Regions from separate parts of the Mus musculus genome. Here region 1 is linked to region 2. Evidence: chromatin contacts called from public promoter capture Hi-C data. All regions are on one chromosome and are shown on one strand. The core of a region is the stretch at or near the end of the contact, and the rest is flanking DNA. Distances in the headings are between cores, read along the strand shown.

The links. Promoter capture Hi-C pulls out the DNA fragments that hold promoters and counts their contacts.
Region 1: a promoter capture Hi-C map of liver shows a contact between it and region 2, with 2.1 times the contacts expected there. The contact joins the promoter of Igfn1 here to the promoter of Snrpe in region 2. A contact is called at or near these places in 2 of 39 promoter capture datasets (erythroid cells and liver).

The regions. Positions count from the first base shown.
Region 1 is chr1:136,004,970-136,008,207 of GRCm38.p6, forward strand. Igfn1 (immunoglobulin-like and fibronectin type III domain containing 1) reads right to left here and starts at 1,373. Exons shown (of 27, transcript NM_177642.3): 1 at 1,352-1,373. The coding sequence starts at 1,373.
Region 2 is chr1:133,608,556-133,611,769 of GRCm38.p6, forward strand. It overlaps Snrpe (small nuclear ribonucleoprotein E), which reads right to left and starts at 1,725. Exons shown (of 5, transcript NM_009227.3): 1 at 1,609-1,725; 2 at 1,163-1,189; 3 at 342-404. The coding sequence starts at 1,662.

The sequences.
Region 1 (3,238 bases), core at 123-2,622, 2.4 Mb after region 2:
CCTCCAACCTCCCACCCCCCACGCCCCCACACACATACACACACACACTGAATACCTCTTCCAACATCCTGGCCTTCCAAACTCCCATCAGAATGACCTACTAAGCTCAGCTTGTGCTTTAATGCTTTTCCAGCTCCAAGTTCCATTCCCCACCCCCTGCCCCCCACATTCTTCCCAGAAACCAGTTCTAACACGGTCAGATTTGTCCCAGCCACAACCTCACTCTGGTTACTAGTTATTTTTCCGGTTGCTGTAGCAGAATATCTGGTAGGAGCAATGTAAGGAAGGAAGGAAGGAAGGAAGGAAGGGTCACCTTGGCTCACAGGACACATCCATCATGCAGGGGGCACAGCATCAGGCATGACATAAGTAATCACATAGTATCTTCAGCCAAGAAGCAGAAAGAGATGAAGAGCCAACATCCAGCTCTCTTTCTCCTGGACCCCGGGCCACAGGACAGTGATACCCACAGTTATCCTGGGTCTTCCCATCTCAATTGGTTTAGAAAATCCCTCACAGACATGTTGAAGGTTTGTTTCCTGTGGTTCTAGATCTCTTTAAGTTAATAATCAGTACTAATCAGATATTTAGATATTTAATGTTTTGGAGTATTAGAAATCTAGTCCACCAGGTCCTGGTCTTGACCCTAATAGACCCAAAAAGGATCTAGAATCTCAGTGGTAGGTGCTATGAATGTCTAAGACGTGGAGAAATACAGACACCATCAGAGGTCATAGAAAGAGATGTATGATCTTGGACATGGGACTTATATCTTGAGCCCAGTGACCTGGCTGCTCATATCACACTGTCCCCTTACCAGGAAAGGCCTCTGAGTACCCAGTGATTGTATTGATATGGGAGAAAAATCACATTAGGATTCCTCTGTGTAACTAGCAATTGAGACTAGCGAACTCTCCTCACAGTCCCTTGATATTTAGAGTAGGGCCTTCCAAATTCCAGGCTCTATTTATTTATTTTTCTATTTATTTTTAAAAAGAATTTCACTCTTATTATTAATTATAGATATAGTAAGGCACATGTGTACATGAGTGCAGGTGTCCATGGAGACCAAAGTGCTGGACCTCCTAGAACTGGATTACAGATGGTTGTGAGCAACTTGTTATGGATGCTAGAAATCAAATGTGAATCCTCTTAAAGAGCACTTTTAGCTGTTGAGCCATCTCTCCAGCACCTAGGTTTTATTTTTTGCAATGATAGGAATCAAACCTAGGGCCTCATTCATACAGACTAAAGCCCTGTAACTTCTTAAAGGTATGCAAAAATAAGCCAATAAATACCTTTTAACAAAGAAAAATAAAGGTATGCACTAAGCACATAATGTTTAACAGACCTTGTGTTCGCATCTCATTCATGCTGGGACATTTAGTAGAGGGCTGGCTGGGCTGAACAAGACACTAACATACATGTGTCCTCATGCCATGTCCCTCTGGGACTGGTTTTCCTGTGTCAGGTAACTGTAGGAACCTGCCCCCTCCTCCATATTCCTTCTTGCTCGTCCCTCTCAAAGATGGCAGGCTGCTGCTCTTCCCCAGGCTGAGCCAGCTGCAGTTGGCTATGATTAATGGCATCTATTAACAGCAAGTTGTAAACAGATCAGGTACACAGTGCCCATGAAGATCTCACCTCCCTAAACCCCTTGCCACCCCATGACTACTCTTTAACTTTCCAGGCTCCTGCTTCTCCCAGCCTGAGAAACATGGCCTAGGGAACGCTTTACTAAGGGACTCAAAATGTTTTGGAAGTAGGAAGCAAACCTATGGGGCAAAGTCCAGAATCCTAAAATTGGGCCAGGATGAAGGCCCAGGTCAGGGAAGCCGATTTGCAACAGCCTCAAAGAACTATCAAGGCTGCCTCTAGGCTGCCTGGACTTGGGCAAATTACCTCCCCATCTCTGGGCCTCAGTTTCCCTATTGAGTGAGCAATTGGCTCGAATATTTTCCAAACTCCTGCTAGAATCATTAGAGCCGCAGAGATCCTTATGGACATCGCTAATTAGTCCCTGCAAATAAGCAGGCTCACTCCACTTCCCCAACCAGCTACCAGTGTCTGTCCAAGCAATAGTTCGGTTTCCTTCTGGTTAATTATAACCAATTTAAGAACCAAACCACAATTTCTTAGGGGGAACATCCAGAGGAGGATGGGAGACCCTCAGTCCAGAAGAACCCATAACTTTCTGAAGATTCTCTCCTTTAACCCACAGAATAAGGACATGCCTAGGAGGTCAGCTTAACCCATTTGAACAGATGAGAAAAACGGGCCCACAGAGACACCTTGATGGCGGGTGAGTGGCAGCTGGAGAGATTAGGATTAGCGAGTCTGGGTCAGCCTCTGGTCTCTCAATGCTCCCCAGAACGCGAACTGAAAGCCTTTAAAGCCCGGAAACCCAGCCAACTATGAATGCAATCTGAGGTAGGTAATCTCTGCGTGTGAAGTGATTATGTGTAAAAACAGTGGATTAGTGTGTCCGTGCAGCTATGTCTCCTGGGATCAGCGGGACCTAGCCTCTTACCCCGCCTTGGGACACAGAGCGGTGACCTCCCTAATGCAATGCAAGACCACCAGCACTCGCGCGTGGAGCTCAGTAACCCCGTACATTCTGCTGTACGTCTTCACCCGGTTTTCCGCAGCGACCTAAGCCTTTTGCATTCTGGGCAGGAACGCTGTGGGTTGAGATCCTGACCTGGGGGCTCGCGCACCCCCACAGCAGGAAAGCACAGAGGCTCTGCAGCAGGATCCTCCCTTCTCAGAAATCCTTCCAAGCTCTGGGGAAAGCTGAAGCCAGTGGGCAGCCCGCTACACCGCAGACGGTCCGGGAGATGTGTCACATTTTTCTCCGGGTTAATTACCTCGGGCTGGGAATCCGAGCCGTATCTGTCTCGGGCACAACAAGCCTTGTCGCCTGGTGGGAGAATCTTAATCTTTCTAAGGTGACAGCTGCTGGCCTGGGACAGAAATGTCCTTATTCTGGGGGCGCCACCTGTTGCACTAAACTGCAAAAAAGCCCAGGAGTCTAGATTGAGGTGGAGCCTTTCGGAACAGGGTGACCAGGATTGGACAGATGGAATGTCAGATTACCCGTAGGCGGGGCTAGGGTCGGACTTGGCTTAGAAGGAAGTCTCTCTTGGTGAGCCCCACCCACTTTATCCCTGAAACACACAGGGCACTTGCCCTTTGCGTCCACATGGGCAAATATTTAACCTTTCCATTTTTGCAGTGG
Region 2 (3,214 bases), core at 475-2,974:
TTTTTCAAGACAGGGTTTCTCTGTGTAGCTCTGGCTGTCCTGGAACTCACTCTGTAGACCAGCCTGGCCTCAAACTCAGAAATCCGCCTGCCTCTGCCTCCCGAGTGCTGGGACTAAAGGCGTGCGCCACCACCGCCTAACCTCTCCCTTCCCTTCCTCTTAAGAGAAGTATTATCTAACCCTATTAACCAGAGCAAGGAGAAAAGGCTAAATAAATAACTCCAGCTCTGAAGAGCTTTCTTTGGGTTGGGTCCTTGACGCCTTGTATATTGTTCTTACTGGCCATCTTCTGAGATGTCTTTTTTAATAACAACTTGAGGAAAAATAGCCTGGGTACTCACAATAATACAACCTTCTATCCGCATATTCACTTGTTCATACAGCCACACCTGAATTCGAGATCTCTGAAATAAAAATAATGACTTTAGAAATGTAAACAAATCCCACTCCATTACTTTGTTTCCACAATAAACGACTTATCTTAAAAATTCCAATAAATATAAGCCAAAAACTAGAACTAGTTAGTCTTCATCTAAGAGCTAGCAACACTGGTTAACCTGCTGAGAAACATTTAATAAGTGCTCGGGCAGGCCTGTCCAAACTAATTTTCCTACTCTGAAAATTTATTTTTGCTTCTGGCATGAATACACTTACAGTTAGAACTGTTCACAGGATAGTACAAAGCGAATCTGGCGATTAAAAATTACAATGGCTTAAAACGATTTTTCATCTGTGTTGTAACACTCTAAAATAAACATCGCTAAAATCTCCTCAAAGAAGAGCATTTGCCACTCGCTTCTCTGTATATAACGCCCCCACTCCCCCAAACCCCGCTTTGGTGTCTTTTCTCCATTCTAAGTCCAACTATGGAAAAAGCACTATGCAACTGTCACTGCTAAATCCGATGACAAATCGTTCTTACAGAGTAATTTTAATAGTAAATATAATTACATTGTTCTTACAGAATAATGGTAACTGTGTGCATCCTTAAGTCAGCACGGACATATTAATAATTAGCGCTTTCCCTGTGACCTTATCCTCAACTCTGGTTCTCCCCCCCCCCCAATTTTTTAGTCTAAGCACTAGAAACAGAGAATTTGTTACAAAGAGTCAAACAGGCCCAACTTTCATTTCAGTAACAGTAAGGAAACAACTTACGTACATTTTGCAAGTATCTGAAGATAAGGTTCTGCAGCACGGCGATCAAGGAAAAGAACTACACAAACAGCGGAGCCTCCGCTCCCAACCGCGCCGGACTCTCCAGCGCCCCAAGGTCCGGCCGGGCTACATCCGCAAGCACAAACGACCGCCGGGAGCATGCGCTCCCTCCCCACCGCCCTCGTTTCTCCAACCTTCCCGATGGCCCACATCCTCCTCTCCTCCTCGGTATCCCCCGCTTTCATCGCGGATCGCCAGCCTGGCCGGGTCCACCCGGAGCCCGCCTTCCGCCTCCCGCCTCCCGCCGCCCTTCAACTCCGCGCGCTTTCCTGCCTCCCCGTTCGCCCCAGGGCCTCACGGGAAGCGGCCCGCAGCGGGCTGCCCGGCTCCCCGCCCACGCTCACGGCGCCTACGGCCCCCAAAGCCCCGAGTTCACGCAGCGTAGGATACGATGGGCTGCACCATCACCTTCTGCACCTTTTGGCCCTGGCCGCGGTACGCCATGGTGGAAGTCACAAAGACCACACGAGTAGGAAGGCCGCCTCGGAAAGCGACTTCCGGAAGCAAGACCCGGAAACGGAAGTGCAGTGGTCGTCGGCGACGCGGGCCGGTCCTGGGGAACGCCTCTCTAGGCCAGGAGCCGCTTTTTCTCTATGCTGATAGACTCCGCCGGCGGCCTTCCGACTCAACCGCTCTTTGAAGTCGAGGTCGGTCCTACAGCGCCACCTGGAGGTAGGCTGAGAGGCTTGCCTCTGCCTAGGTGCTCTTCTGAGAGCTGCTCTGGAATTTAGAGGCGGCATCTTGTCCAGAACCATCTGCAGACTCCCCTTATTTGTTTTGGGCCCCAGAGCTAGTCTAGATGGTCATGCCCGAAGCAGTGGTGGAGTTGTGGCTTGTTCAATAACAGATTCAACCCTCATCACCTTTATGCAGAGTTAACTGTTGCAGTGGCAACTGAAGATGGCAATCTAACTAGCTTGGAGGTATTGAAATCGGCTTGTTGGACTCAGATCTCTCTCAGTTGTGTGACCGGTGATAATTAAGTCATTAGGCCTCAGCATCTCCGTCCCGCAAGGGGACAGGAGGTGAAGATTCAGGGAGGTAGTAGTGCACAGGTGCTCCTAGAACACATCTGTAATCTCAGCTTGTGGAAGGCGCAAGGTGAGTATGACCTTAAGCTAAGTAGTACGTTCCAGATCTAAGCTACATGAGGCCTTGTTTCAAAACAAAACAACCTACATGGTATACAACCTGATAAACTTAAGGTAAGTTAGAAATGTAAGTTAAAAAAAAATGCATTTAATGCAGATACCTTGGGCCCAGGGGAGATGATTCGGTAGGTGGGACATGAGGTCTGTCAACCAGCACCTACACAAAATTACATGCCTGTAATTCCAGAGACAGGAAGGAGGGTGCCTGGGCTGGATGGCCAACTAGTCTAACTTAATCGCCAAGTCCTAGGTTCAATGAGAGACCCTGTCTCAGAAGGTAGGGTGAAGAGTGACTCAGAAGGACACTTGATGACATCCTTTGGCCTCCACATGCACACAGAAAATTGTTGAAAATGTATATGCCTAGTCTACTCAATGCCATCGCTTAGCAACACAACATAGCAGCCTTTCTTGAAGCTGCAGCTGCCCCCCACCTCACCAGAAAGTACCTAGAGCTGCTTACCAGGGAAATGATCAAAATTTAAAATGCAAAGTCTGATTTTTTTTTTTTTACAGAATTCATATTGCTTTCACACCATCTTTAGGATGAAGAATTGTAAGTCAGGAGCTATCTGGATGTGTGTGTGTGTGTGTGTGTGTGTGTGTGTGTGTGTGTGTGTGTTAAAGCCTCGTCCCCCACCCCACAACACAAGTAGCAAGAAAAGGGACTGATTAACCTGATTAACCATGCCTATGTTAGTTAGTAACCATGCCTATGTTAGTTAGTAACCATGCCTATGTTAGTAGTAGGCAAGCCTACTCAGTTTTCTGTTAGGACAGGGCTTGTGGCCTGGTTCAAAGTCTATCTAATATTTTAAAATATTTAATATTTAACATTTATTTAA